3 separate regions of the Mus musculus genome follow, and all the other regions are linked to region 3. Evidence: chromatin contacts called from public promoter capture Hi-C data. All regions are on one chromosome and are shown on one strand. Each heading gives the region's core, a stretch centred on a gene start, on an enhancer-like site or on the middle of the called end of the contact. The rest is flanking DNA. Distances are from core to core; before and after follow the strand shown. Region 1 holds the start of Slc7a4 (solute carrier family 7 (cationic amino acid transporter, y+ system), member 4). Region 2 holds the start of Smpd4 (sphingomyelin phosphodiesterase 4). Region 3 holds the start of Klhl22 (kelch-like 22).

Evidence for each region. Capture Hi-C pulls out chosen DNA fragments and counts their contacts.
Region 1: a contact with region 3 is called in a promoter capture Hi-C map of pancreatic islet. The contact joins the promoter of Slc7a4 here to the promoter of Klhl22 in region 3. A contact is called at or near these places in 10 of 39 promoter capture datasets (the 3T3-L1 cell line, the C10 cell line, cranial neural crest and 5 more), 2 of 484 Hi-C or Micro-C datasets (germinal center B cells and liver), 1 of 115 datasets of contacts at active chromatin or transcription factors (pancreatic cancer cells) and 3 of 9 other capture datasets (adipose tissue, liver and pancreatic islet).
Region 2: a promoter capture Hi-C map of adipose tissue shows a contact between it and region 3. The contact joins the promoter of Smpd4 here to the promoter of Klhl22 in region 3. A contact is called at or near these places in 6 of 39 promoter capture datasets (the 3T3-L1 cell line, 3T3-L1-derived adipocytes, hippocampal neurons and 3 more), 1 of 484 Hi-C or Micro-C datasets (embryonic stem cells), 2 of 115 datasets of contacts at active chromatin or transcription factors (both in embryonic stem cells) and 4 of 9 other capture datasets (adipose tissue, embryonic stem cells, liver and 1 more).

What each region holds. Positions count from the first base shown.
Region 1 is chr16:17,574,597-17,578,968 of GRCm38.p6, reverse strand. Slc7a4 (solute carrier family 7 (cationic amino acid transporter, y+ system), member 4) reads left to right here and starts at 2,298. Exons shown (of 5, transcript NM_144852.3): 1 at 2,298-2,329; 2 at 3,004-4,017. The coding sequence starts at 3,036. LOC115488657 (a long non-coding RNA gene) reads right to left here and starts at 3,090. Exons shown (of 2, transcript XR_003951946.1): 1 at 2,755-3,090; 2 at 2,212-2,555.
Region 2 is chr16:17,617,657-17,622,424 of GRCm38.p6, reverse strand. Smpd4 (sphingomyelin phosphodiesterase 4) reads right to left here and starts at 3,071. Exons shown (of 19, transcript NM_001164610.1): 1 at 2,991-3,071; 2 at 900-983. The coding sequence starts at 938.
Region 3 is chr16:17,757,341-17,761,738 of GRCm38.p6, reverse strand. It overlaps Klhl22 (kelch-like 22), which reads right to left and starts at 2,118. Exons shown (of 7, transcript NM_001359068.1): 1 at 2,045-2,118.

The sequences.
Region 1 (4,372 bases), core at 1,049-3,548, 180 kb after region 3:
CCAGTACCCTAATACAGCCAATACCTGCAGCTAAAACATCAATGTACATAAAATAAAAATAAATAAACTAGGGTCTGGAGAGATGACTCAGTGGTAAAGAGTACATGTTGCTCTTGTATAGGACCCAAGTTCAGTTCCCATCACCCACATCAGGTGCTACAACTACCTATAACTCCAGCTCCAGGGGATCAGGTGTCCTCTTATGGCATATGTGGGCACTGTATGAGTTGCACATGTCTCTTGCCCACACATAAACACATAATTAGAATAATACAAATAAAATCTTAAAAAATACGACTTGTTAGGTAATATGTGTACAAGTATGTGTGTGCATGCATGCATGTGCACATGCCACAGTACACATGTAGAGGTCAGAGGACAACTGACTGCAGTCAGGTCTCTCCATCAAGCTTAGGGAGTGGAACTCAAATGTTCATGGTAGGCAGCAGGTGTCTGCCTGCTGAGCGGTCTCTCTGGCTCTTTGCTAGCATTTTGCTGAGGAGTCCTGGATCTACCCAAATATTACTGGCTGGGAGCTCAGTTTCTCATGTGCTGTTCATTTTAGTGTCAGGTACTCCAGGCCTTTCAGAGTCAGTGGGAAATGCGTCTTCCTGTCTTCCCTGGTGCTTCCTCTTCACGGCATCCTTAGAAGGCTACTCCGTGTCATGGCCTTGCTCACTGAGGTCCAGCACTTGCTCAACCTCATAACTAGAAAGTAGAACACATTGCTGCATCGCCCAGCGTTAGCATCAAATGCCAGTTGTATGCTGGTGCTTATGGTGGCGGTGAGATGAGGTTAGCACTACAGAAACGCCCAGGTCTCTCGGTCTGCTTGCTTCTTTCTAGGCTTTTGTGGAAGTGTCTCATGATGAGGAGCACTGGCTTGGTTAAGTCCAGGAAGTGAGGGCGAGGAGATGGGGGAGTGCGCTAAACAGCAGCAGCACCTTCAGATGATGTTGGCTATCAGGAGGTCACAGTGTTCCAAGTGTCCCTGTGTATCTGGAATGTCACCCAACCGCTTTGTCCTCATCTGAATGAGTCATGCAGACTGCATCCTAAGTTTCCAGTAATCATCCATAAATTTGAATATTTGTGTGTATGAAATATAGATTTTTAGTGGTGTATTTATATCACTCTATCATCATATATAATCAAGTATATATTATATAGTTGTATGTTTATTTTATTGCATATACATACTAACTACATTAGATATGTATTGTAGGTCAAATATATAAAGTTCTGGGAGAAACATGCCTACCTCGGTTTTGCCCGACTTGGCTTTGCTGGGCTATTGTCTTGCTGTCAACAAGTCAGCACCTCACCACATATGTATTGCCACACATACATATATGAAAACTATGTATACATACTTATACATGGTCTTCAATCTTTTGATCCTCCAAGTGCCAGAATTACAGGCATAGGTCACCCTACCTAGCTGCCACCTTTGTTTTCAATCTGAGAAGAAGAGAGAGAGAAAAGATTCCTCAGAGCTAAGCATAAGCGGACTCTGGAGATTTTATGCCGTAGCTGACCCAGGCACCCTGATGGCGGGAACGCTGGTGACAAATGCGGAGAGCTGCTGGCTATCATGAATGGAGAGTCCTTTAAGAATGTCCAGGTCCTGTCAGGTGCTCTGAGGCTGTCACTGATATTTGAGGGCCTAAGTGGCAGTCCTGCTGTAGAGTTGCAAGCTGTCTTCTGATGCTGGCTACTGTCCTTTTATGGGACACTACCAGACAGACAATAGCTTTGTAAATTCTGCCAATTCACAGAACACGTCCGGAAGGCTGCCCTCTCTAGCCTAGTGTGCAAGGTGCTTACTGCCACTCCACTGAGGTTTAGAGTGCCAGGGTCACTCTGCCAGACCCCTGTCTTCATCTCACTGTGCTGGACATTTGCAGGCTCCGTGGTGGGGACCTGGACGTTTTCCAATTGTAGTTGTGTTGGGGTGGAGGGAGATCAAGGAGAGTAATTGCTCTGGGGCGGTATCAGGCTTGGCTCTACCCCCAACCTGGACCCAGAGAAGGGGCTCAGCAGGTTAGTCGAGCAGGCTTCCTCACCTAGGGAGGTGGATGAAATGTGGAGTAAGCCCTAGGACCCAGGTCAGCTCTAGTCTCGATGTTGGAAGTTTACTCGCTTAGAGGGTTATTCTGATACGTGACGTGGTGCGGTGCGGGGACCCTGTACAGAACCCAACCAGTGATGTGAGTCGTGAGGCTCGGGTTTATCTGGCGCCTGGCAGCGAGGGGCGGGCCCTGCACGCAGGCGTTGTAAACTAGTGGGGCAGGCGCAGTGCGCACGGTGGCAGCGACGGCGACAGCAGGTGGGTCATAGCGGGTCTGGAGGGACCGCTGCTGCGGGAACGTAAATGCAAGAGAAGGCTTGGGCGTCTAGGGGCACAGGGACATGGCGGAGGCAGCTAGCCTCAGCAGCTGTGGCTGCGGAGCATATGGCGAGGGGAGGTGCACCACAGCTTTCACATCCGGGAATCGGGAATCGGGGCCCTTGCAGCTCTGGCCTCCTGGCTTCAGGTGAGCTGTTCCTCCAACCTGGCAGAAGAGGGGGTGATCGCTTTTCTCTGAGGCCATGTCCCTTTGGCCACGTTCCCGGCTGCAGGAGCGGCTCCTGTTCCGGGTCCTGACAACCTGGCACTGCTCCAGGGAAGCCTCCCATTTCTTCTTGCTCGTGGTGCAGCCTGTTCCAAGCCTGTTCTTAAGCAACCTCCCACTCACTCACAGAACCACCTACCTGGTTCGCAGGTCCGCTGCAGGTCTGCTTCTCTCTGCCAGTTCCACTGCCCTGAAAGCTGACAGGAAGGACTTCCATGCGTTCTATCCCTCTGCCCACAGTCCCTGACACGCGTCCCATTCAAGCCTTCTAAAGTAGGTCCATGGTGCAGCTGACCTGGGCTCCTAAGGAGAGGAGGCGAGGACTGGGGTGGGCTGTCTATGAAAGAATGGAGGATGGTTGGTTATTCCCGCTGTCTGTCCCCAGTAGGTTCCAGAAACTGGTTCAGTACTCCGTCTGCCATGGCCCGGGGACTGCCCAGTACTGCCTGTTTGGCACGCTTCTGCCAGAAACTGAACCGTCTGAAGCCACTGGAAGAGTCTAGCATGGAGACATCACTGCGGCGCTGCCTGTCCACACTGGACTTGACTCTACTGGGTGTGGGTGGCATGGTGGGATCTGGGCTCTATGTGCTCACAGGCACAGTGGCCAAGGACATGGCTGGCCCCGCTGTGCTCTTGTCCTTTTTGGTGGCCGCTGTAGCCTCCCTGCTGGCGGCCCTATGCTATGCAGAGTTTGGAGCCCGTGTGCCCCGTACTGGCTCAGCATACCTATTCACGTACGTGTCCATGGGGGAGATATGGGCATTCCTCATAGGCTGGAATGTGCTTCTAGAATACCTCATTGGAGGTGCCGCTGTAGCCCGTGCCTGGAGTGGCTATTTGGATGCCATCTTTAACCACAGCATTCGCAACTTCACGGAGTCTCACCTGGGCGTCTGGCAGGTGCCCTTCCTAGCTCACTATCCAGATTTTCTGGCCGCTGGCATTTTACTCGTGGCTTCTGCCTTTGTCTCCTGCGGAGCCCGAGTCTCCTCCTGGCTTAATCACACGTTCTCAGCCATCAGTCTGATTGTGATCCTCTTCATCATTGTCCTGGGTTTCATCCTGGCCCGTCCTCACAACTGGAGTGCAGAAGAAGGTGGTTTCGCACCCTTCGGCTTCTCTGGCATCCTGGCTGGCACAGCCACCTGTTTCTATGCCTTCGTGGGATTTGATGTTATTGCTGCCTCCAGTGAGGAGGCCAAAAACCCACGGTGGGCGGTGCCCATGGCCATCGCCATCTCCCTCAGCCTGGCAGCTGGTGCCTATATTCTGGTCTCCACTGTGTTAACCCTCATGGTACCTTGGCACAGCCTAGACCCTGACTCGGCGCTTGCTGATGCTTTCTACAGGCGGGGTTACAGCTGGGCTGGCTTCATTGTGGCAGTTGGCTCTATCTGTGGTAAGGGTCCCTTCTGGGCAGGGTGGGAGGGGACAAGGTAGAGGGCCCTGCCCCAAACCTCTCAAAATACTTCTATCCATGCTCCAGCTTTACTACTTGTATAATGAGTTCATGAAAACACAGACTTGCTGGCAGACCCTCTCCCCACAAATTGTACACAGAATATCAGTCTGGTGGCACAGGTTCTGCTTACAGGCAGACGGCGAGCTTTCAAAAGGTTCATTAATTGGCCTGAACAGAAGTGCCCCAGTCCTGGGTGGGAGGTGAGAAGCTGACACCCTCAGTACACATTCTATCTGTGAGCCTAGCAGTGGCCCGCTCTGAGCTTATCTGCTGTGCTGACTGCTCCCTGTGC
Region 2 (4,768 bases), core at 1,822-4,321, 140 kb after region 3:
CTATAGTTAGAACATTTCACACATTCACAGAGCTTCTGCATCATGACCGCTCTGGTAAATGTCCTTCTCACTTTGGAAACTAAGGAAAATAACATTTGCATCAATTATTGTTTTGGGTTTTTTTCAATTATTGTTTTGTTTTTGTTTTCAGATGAAGTTTGACTGTGTAGCTATGGCTGACTTGGAATTCACAATGTAGAACCTGCTGTCCCCAGCTCATGGAGATCCACCTACCTCTGCCTCCCAAGTGCTGGGATTTAAGATGTGCGCCACCTTGGTCATGAACTCTTAATGACCTTCCTGTCTCAGCCTCCCCAGTACTGGCTGAATCAATTATCTTGGTAATAAGAAAATCAGAGTTCAGAGACTGAACACACCCAATATCCTGCACTCAGAAGGCATGGTAAGCATTCTAATGCTGATCTGGTATTCTTTACTAGAAAGAAAGAAAGAAAGAAAGAAAGAAAGAAAGAAAGAAAGAAAGAAAGATAGATAGATCGACCCAGTCGAGAGTTTTTGAATCACCGGCCCACAATGATCCCAGTTCATGGGAAGCTGAGGCAGGAGGGATTTGGGTTCAAGAGCCAGGTGACACACACCTTTAGTGCCAACACTCAGGAGGCAGAGGCAGTTGGATCTCTGTACATTCAAAGCCAGTCTGGTCTCAGAGTGAGTTCCAGGACAGCCAGGGCTACATACAGAAACCCTATCTCAAAAATAAATAAATAAAATAAACCACACCCACCCACACACACACACACACAGACACACCCACACAAAAACCAAAGAAAGGCAGCTTGTCTCGTAAAAATGAGTCCTTCAAATCAGTGGGAAAAAGTTTTAAGTTCCTCAGCTATAGAACCATCATCATCAACCTTCCAAAGGCAGGTGACACTTACCAGAAGGAAACTAGGCTGTTGTAGGTGAGGGAACGCCATAGCAGACTCCCAGGGCCGGCAAGAAACGGCTGCCTTAGGGAACCACTGTGGAAAAACAAAGACAAAATCTCAATATCTTCTATACCACAGAATTTCAGGATGCCCAGGAGAACATTTGAACTCAGCACAAATTACATCACATATTCCTTTGATTTTTAAAATGCAAACTCATACAGATCACAGTAGCCAGCTTCAGAACTAGCTTTGTGGTGGCAACTCCTTGATAATGCTTCTATAGCACTTGTTAGATGCCAGGATGACACTAAGAGCTTTTCATTTATTTCCTTACCTAATCACCAGCAACAGGCAGAATTCCTGACTAACCCCCAAGACTCTTCTTGCTTGTCAATTCAATCAAACACTCATCTAAGTGCTATTCTAAAGAGACTTTAAAAGAACCAACTACAGTACAATGTCAGTGGACTTTAAGACATAGAGCATAGCTTAGCAAGAATTCAAGACCTCAAAGAAACTGGATTCTGGCAGCATCTTGAATAAGCCTGGAATCATATTCTTCCCTAGAGCCTGAAGATTAAAGCAAGTCTTGATCTGGACCTTCTAATACCCTAGTGCCTGCCTGAACTGGTCACTATGTGACTATGGGAAAACAAACACAAAGGGGGCTAGGTAAAGCACCACTAGGAAATACATCTTCACAGCCCACAAGGCTGATGCAAATCAGGAAACAAGGGTAAAAAACAGCAAAAGACTTCTCAGCACCCACCTAGCAATCAGCAGAGCCAAGAGTCTAGCAAACTCCTTACAAATCTCGTGTCTGTAAGAGAAGGGTGAAGCAAGTAATGTGTGCTTCTTGCGACAAATGAAGAAGTTCTATGAAGGAAGAATTTGAACTCACCACCAAAAATTAGGCATAGCCCTGCAGCTTCCTACCTCCCAGTGCCTATGGTAAGAAACACAAAACAATCAAGAGCTGGAAAGAGCAGAGAGCCTACTGTGTGCCACCGATGGACTAGTGATAGCTTTTCTGTCTCAGCCCTGCTCACTACAGGAGAAAAGGTGCTAAGCTGGCAATGCCAGTCTGCAAGGAGAGAAGCCAGACAGTAGGAGTTTAAGGCAGTTGTGGTTTTGAAAGACCACCAATCTTTGCCATGTGGCAAGAGAAACAATTCTTAGGTTTTGGGTTTTGTTTTGTTTTTTTTTTTCCAATTCTTAATTCAGTCTCAGTGTTAAGGAAAACTGAAAATGTTTCAGTCCTGACCTACATTGCAAACTACCATGAAATGATCAGGGCAGCATAAAATTGTGGACTACTCGATAAGGGCAGAGATCTAAAGGAGACAAGAAGTCAACTCTCTCCTCAGAAGAAGCAGACAGTTGAAAAATCAGAGATGTCTAACGAAGGTCTTTCCACGATTCCACGAATAGGGCAACGACACTGATACTCTTGCTTTTAGGCCCTGTCACCCACGCCCGAAGCCAGCGTGCATGCAGTGCCGAAGGCCTTTGCTTCGGTCGACCCCTCAAAGTCCACTTTCTTCAAGAACTGCTTGCGACTGTTTTTGAGGTTTCTAATGACTACGAACTCCAGCCAAGCTTAGCGCGCCACTGTCAAGAACTCCCTCGGCTGACTCTGAGAAGCTGCGGCGTGCCCTCATTTGTTGATCACAACTTCCTATACCTCCAAAGTTTCGAGACTACCCTATTACATTACAGAGGAGGAAACTGAGGCTCGGGAAAGTCGCAAGGTAGAACCTAAACCCACAACGAGTTCTACTACCAAACATCGCTAGCTGAGCCCAAGGTTCAACTTTCCCTCCAAGTCCCCCTCCCTCAACTCTCACATCGAGCGTTCATCCACCCCCTACCCGGACCGTCTGCGAGGACCACGCAGGAAGGCGGCAGAAAGCCATGACCCTGGAGAGCGGCGTGAGGTTGCAGCCGGGCCCTGGGCTCCCGGCCGGCCCCGTACAGGCCGAGCTGTCGGGAGGCCCAAGTCCCCCACAGCTCGAGGAGGAACGGAGCCAGCCTCGGCGGGGACCCGAGAAAACCGCACGGTGCTGGGCTGCCTCGCGCGCGGCTCCCGCCACTCACCTGCCGTGCTGATAGCACAAATCTCGAGCTTCTCAGAGAAGGGAGCCGCCATTCGGACACTCGGCGCCTAATGTCGTCATCAAGCTGCGCCGGGTGCCACGCCCCCTTAGTTTGGCGGGAATCCGAGAGGATCAAAGTAAGGTCTGAAATACAGAAGACAACAGGAATACGCGTCTAGAAAAATAGATATAGGCAAGACTTTTCAACACTGTACTTCACTGACACAGAAATAGCCTGGAGAATTAAAATGGGACTACATGAAATGAAAAGTTTCTAGAAAGAGGTTGTTGCCCTGGTGACACACGCTTTTAATCCATGCGTTCTGGAGGCAGAGGCAGGCAGATCTCTTGAGTTCAAAGCCAGAGGTTCAAGATAGCCAGGATTACACAGAGAAACCCTGTCTTGAAAAGACAAACAATCAAGCAATCAATAATTGAAACTTCTTTGAAAGAATTCTTCCTGGTTAAGAACCAACAAATATACAAGTACACAAATAACACCCCCACCCCCAATAAACCAGGTGTTGGTGGCAGCACACGCCTTTAATCCCATCACTAGGGAGGCAGAGGCAGGCAGGCAGATCTCTGTGATTCTGAGGCCAGCTTGGTCTTCAGGGTGAGTTCTAGGACAATCAGGGCTACATAAACCCTGTCTCGAAAACAAAACAAAAATCCTCATACTTCTTAAGCTAATAAAAATTTTAAAAGTTGTTTTTTTAGAGCCCTTAAAGAGTGCTTCAAGGAAGAAACCTGCACAAAATAGATAAGTACATGCAATCCTAAATACCCATCATCCAACAGGATTTACCAAGTACCCAGCATATGCCAGGCACGGTTCTGGGTGCTGCTACCTAAATCCGTCTATCAGGGATCTGATCGTCAGGCAGCGGACAGCTTTCCACCACACCATTCCCATGGCTAACATACTGCCCTATTCACATTAAGCACTCAGAACAAGTCAAGCAAGTATGTAAAAACCTCTCGGGATGCTTGCCCTGGGTTGTTGGAGCCGCTACAGACTGGGAGCTGCAGGGCCTGGCAAGGAAAGAGGTGGCCAGTAGCTGGCGCTGTGGAGGCTCCTCACCTGCTAGACTGCAGCGAATTCTGCAGGGTGGAAGGGAATTGGGGTGGGGAGTGGTGGTCAGGGGAAGAGGCGGGAGAGGGAAGTGGAGGAGGTACGCGGGCCCAACACTCACCTTTTTCAGGGTGCTCGACTGACAGAGGCTAGACTCAGGGCTTTCACAGGTCTGGGGGAGGCCACGCTGCAAAAGCTGGGCATGAAGGGAAAAAGGTGCTGAGCACCAAGGAGATGGGCTGCATGGACTTGGGCAGGTTGCAAGTCCCTGCAGACACGCCTGCTTTGGAACTCTTCCAAATCTCATCTGCTACTCTGAAAAAGCCCCACCACAGCACGATACATACTCTGTCCATGTTCTCTCTCTCTCTCTCTCTCTCTCTCTCTCTCTCTCTCTCTTCCTCTCTTGTCCCAAATATTTATATTTATTTTTCTGTTCCCATACCTTTCCTTTTCTTTTTCTTTTTTGTTTTTTCGAGACAGGGTTTCTCTGTGTAGCCCTGGCTGTCCTGGAACTCACTCTGTAGACCAGGCTGGCCTCGAAGTCAGAAATCTGCCTGCCTCTGCCTCCCGAGTACTGGGATTAAAGGCATGTGCCACCACCACCCAGCTCCCCACTTTATTTTTGTTGTTGTTGTTTTGTTTTGGTGTTGTTGTTTTATGGGTTTTGTTTTGTTTCTTTTCTGGAACTCACTATGTAGACC
Region 3 (4,398 bases), core at 869-3,368:
TTCCCTAACTCTCGTCTTGCTTCAACATCAACATCCCCAGTTTCCTCTGAACAGGGGACCAAAAATACTCCTGTGATCATACTATAGTTACTTACCAAGTGCTATCTCACTGCTTCATACTTGGGGCTCCCTGTGACTTAGCTCAAAACCTCACTTCCTTCTCCTGCCTGCCCCACTGCCAGTTCTTAGACCCATAGGGACACCTGAAGTCCTCTGAACAGAACTGTGTTCTTTTCTCATAGTCCTATTCTGGCCGTGACTCTAGTTGATCACATCTACCTAGCACCTTCATACAATCTCAAAAAAACATGCTCTGATAGTGAACCTGTCTTCTCTACCCTTGACAGTTTGTCTCACAAGCAACTCAGGGTTAGTTTCTATGGCAATATCTGCTAACCAAACTCTGGCTGCTATCTCCAAACCTCAGAGTCCTGGAAGGCTTCCCCATCTGTGGGTGATTAATTGTCCTAACAGACACTGACCCTCCCCCACCATGCACATGTGGAGGTGGTCCTCACAGTTGTCAGCTGAGCAGCCTGTCTGCCCTCTTGGAAGGGGATGGATATCATCTGCTCTCTAAACGGCCACCACAAAAACAAGTACAGTAAAACAGATGGCTACTCCTTTGGACAGGCAGAGCACAAGAAAAGCTCAAGAAAAGAAATTCAGTACAATCAAGAATGCAACAACATCCAGAATCTCTGGTATAGCCAGACAGGATGGTAACAGATCTGTAACTCCACCACTCCGGAGTGCTGATACAAAAAGATCACAAAGTTGCCTATAAGGAAGAGGTGGGGTTAGAGTGCTCAGTGCACTTAATGCAAAACTATTCCTGCCCGGAACTGGAGCTCCCAGCGCTGACATCGGGTGGAGGCGCCCTCTGCTGGTCTCTAGAGCACCTTCACCCAGGTGCACATACAGACCACTTGTTTCTAACAGCCTTCGCTGTCACGGAACTCTTTGGTGATCAGCCTGGCCTCAAACTCACAGAACTCTACCTCCAGAGTGCTGGGATTAAAGGCAGGGACCACCACACCTGGCTTCACTCTTTTTTTTTAAACGACAAAACATTAAGGAGACTACGGTGACTGCAGATCTAAGATATTCCTCTACACATTCCTTTAGCTTCTGCTTATAACTTCATGCCCCTCTCACACATATAAACTAGGTTCCCTACCATTGTTTGCTACTACAAACAGCTGTGCACTGAAACAAATTTTAGAGGAATCTTCAAGGAATCATTTACTGGAAAGGCATCCTCAACCTTCTGTGGGGGCTCCCATTCCGTATCTGTCCTCAACGCATCTGAACCACAACGTAAGGTGTGCAACAAAAGGAAAAACAGCAGCTTGGGAAGAGCAGAAGAGGGAGCGGGTCCTTATTACCACGGGGGTGGGAGGGAGCATCCAAGAGGTGTTGACGTGCTCTATGGCTTCTTTCCCAGAGCACGGACGAGGAGCATCTCGGAGATCAGGCCTTACCCTAGGAAGCAGCCGCGGGCAGAAGGTGGCCCCGTTGCGCCCGGACAGGTCCGTTCGTTCGGCCTGTACAGGATCTAAACTAGTACAATCCGGGGATTTTGCACTGACAGCGCTTGCTCTCCGGCTTCTCTCAACAACCGCAGCCGCGGCTGATGAGCTTGAGGTCACGCCGGGAGAGGCAGCCAGGCCCGCCCGCTGCCTGTTGCAATCCCTGCTCGAATAGCTTCGAGGGACGGGGACAGGCCAGAGGCCACACTCGGACCCACGGCTGGCGACAGAACCTGACCAACCGGGCTGCGAGGGCCACGGTCCGCTTCAGCCACGCGCAGGCCTCGGCGGGCCCGCGCCACAGCGCCAGGCCCGCGCCGGACGCCCGGGGGTCGCCCGGCCAAGCCCCCGCCACGTCAGGCAGTCGCCCGTGCCCGCCCCAGGCGCCCGCGGTACTTGGCCCAGATCTCCGCGCCCTCCGCCATCCCCGCTCCCTCTCCCATCCCCGCGTGCAGCACAAGCTCGGCGAAGAAGGCCTGCCGGGCCCGCACGGTACATGCCTCGCAGCTGACCTGGTGCTGCCGCAAGCTGAGGCCGCTCTCGCAGCAGGCGGGAGGCGGGAGGCTGGAGGTGGGGGCGGAGCCTCTCCGTCACGTGGGATGCCGCGCAGGCGCAAGGGGACTCTAGGGGGGGTCGCTGTTGGGCGGGGCGGGAAGAGGCTGAAGGGTCAGACCCCGGCTGCTCTTCCGAAGGATCCGCTGTCCGGAAGCTCCACCCTCGAGGTGCCTATTGAAGGTGCAAACCTAGGCCCTCCTTCTTTCCCTTTCTCCTGGCCTCATTCTAACCCTCACTCATTCTCTCACTCATAGCTTCTTCACTGGCTTGTCTCTTCACACCCTTTCACTCACCATCTCCCTCATCGACTCCTTCCTTCCCTCACTTTCCCGTTTCCTCCCCCAGTCATTTCTTCGTTTCTCCTGCATTACTTCCTTCCCTCTTCATCGTGCGTCTATTACTTCACTCATCGTCTCACTTGTCCCCTCCTTCTTGCTTCTTCCTTGCTTCCTCTCTAGGTCGCTCCCACCCTCTCTATCTCTTTCTGTTTTCCTTTCCCTCACAGCCCTATTTATTGTCTGAGGTCTTCCTTCTGCCTCTTATTTCCTCCTTGTCGCTCCCTGGTTTCTTCTGTCATTGTACTTTAGACTTTGGAAGGCTCCTCGTCCGGTGCTTGCTGTGGAGAGTGAAAACAAGCAAAGGCTTTATGTACGGACAAGTGTTGATTTTCCTCTTTTCTGAGACTCCAGAGTAAATCTGGTTCCCAGTCCCAAAACTCACCTGCCCCTAGCTGTCCTGGGGACACCCACTTTTCTCTGCTTCACCTCGAGGAGGACCACACTCTGAGGGGCGCATACCTATAGCAGAATCCAAGAGTGGAGCTGTAGGGCCTTCTTACAGATAGATGGGGGGAAATTGTAGTTTCAATATGGTGGAGAATGTAAGAGAAAAGATGTCGCCAAGGAAGCCTCCTCATGAAAAGGGGGAGAAAAAAAGGAAGAAGAAAATGAATAAAAGAAAGGCTGTTTTAGGGGAACCCTAATTGCTGCCCGGAGGCCTAGCTATAGATCCAGATGAAAAGACCCAGCCTCTAGAAAAGGAGGCACCCAATGCACGTGAACTTCTACCTGTCAGGGCTCCCTGGACCAAATGACTCCACCTGTGTTGCTGGAGACTTTTAGACCATGATAAAAGTATTCTAGCAAGAGATACCATCAGCAAATATATGAGATCCAACAAAAAGTAGAAGACAACACTCCCTTGTCACTTCTGACTATCGGAAAACACAACTGAAACAGGTCACCCACTAGAAAGTTCTAGAGATACAGAATAGCAGAATAGGAAGAAATCTCAAAGTCTATGCCCCAAACCTAGTTTATATAGTATGAAGCTCTTCCCATTCTAAAGACCTAAGCCCACTTTGGTCTCTGGATTTGAAAGGAAGATTCGTTTTCTCCTTGTATAACAGTTTTCCCCAAGATTGGAGCATTCTATTCTTCAGAAAAACTCCTTAAGCAGGAAGGTTAAAAAATTCAAAATAGTTTCAGGAAGTCCTTGAAACTGACCAAATACACTTGGTCCCTCCCTGTCAGAGAAATAATAAAAGCTGAGACAGGTGAAACTGAGCTGCACAAAAGACTCTCAGAGGAGAAAAGCTGCACAGTAGACTCAGACCAGACCAGCTGCCTTGACAAACCAGAAAGCAGCTGGGCTGCCTGGAAGAGGTTTAGGCCATCTGAGATACCTGGAAAGGACTCTCCAAACTCCTCCCCTGCCTGCAGGCTGTGCAGTGTGCTCCAGGCTCCCAGCCTGCTGTGCAGCTGTCTTTGAGTCATTTCTGCTCCTTAAGTAACCTATCACCTATATCCCTGTAAGAAACCTCAATAACCTTGTTGGTTCACCAAGGAGGGCTTCGCTCTGTTGTGGGTTCCTTACCTGGGATGAGTAGGTGTGTGTTCTGTCTCCCCAGGAAGAGTTTTGTCAAACCCTTCAAGATCACATGCACCTAGGAGGAAGGCCAAGAGGAGTAACTAGAAACCCAGCTGAGGGACCTATGGGCCTCCCCTTTTCTAACGAGGGAGTATCATTACCATTACTGCAGACCTAGACAGTACTGTATTGTTCTGCTCAGTTGGTTATTGTGGCTAACAGGCACTCTCTACCCCAAGGTGGCTCTGGGAATGTCATGGAGAAGAAAGCCATACTACAATTGTTATCTTGTTAGTCTTACTGGAGAGCAATACCAGCAAGATCCACCTACTGTCACAAGCACCAGAGTGAAATGACACAAGACCAAGGGAGGCAAAAAGAGAGTTCCCGGTCCATCACCAAAATGTCACACTAGGAAGGACGGTGCCAAGCAGAAGATGTC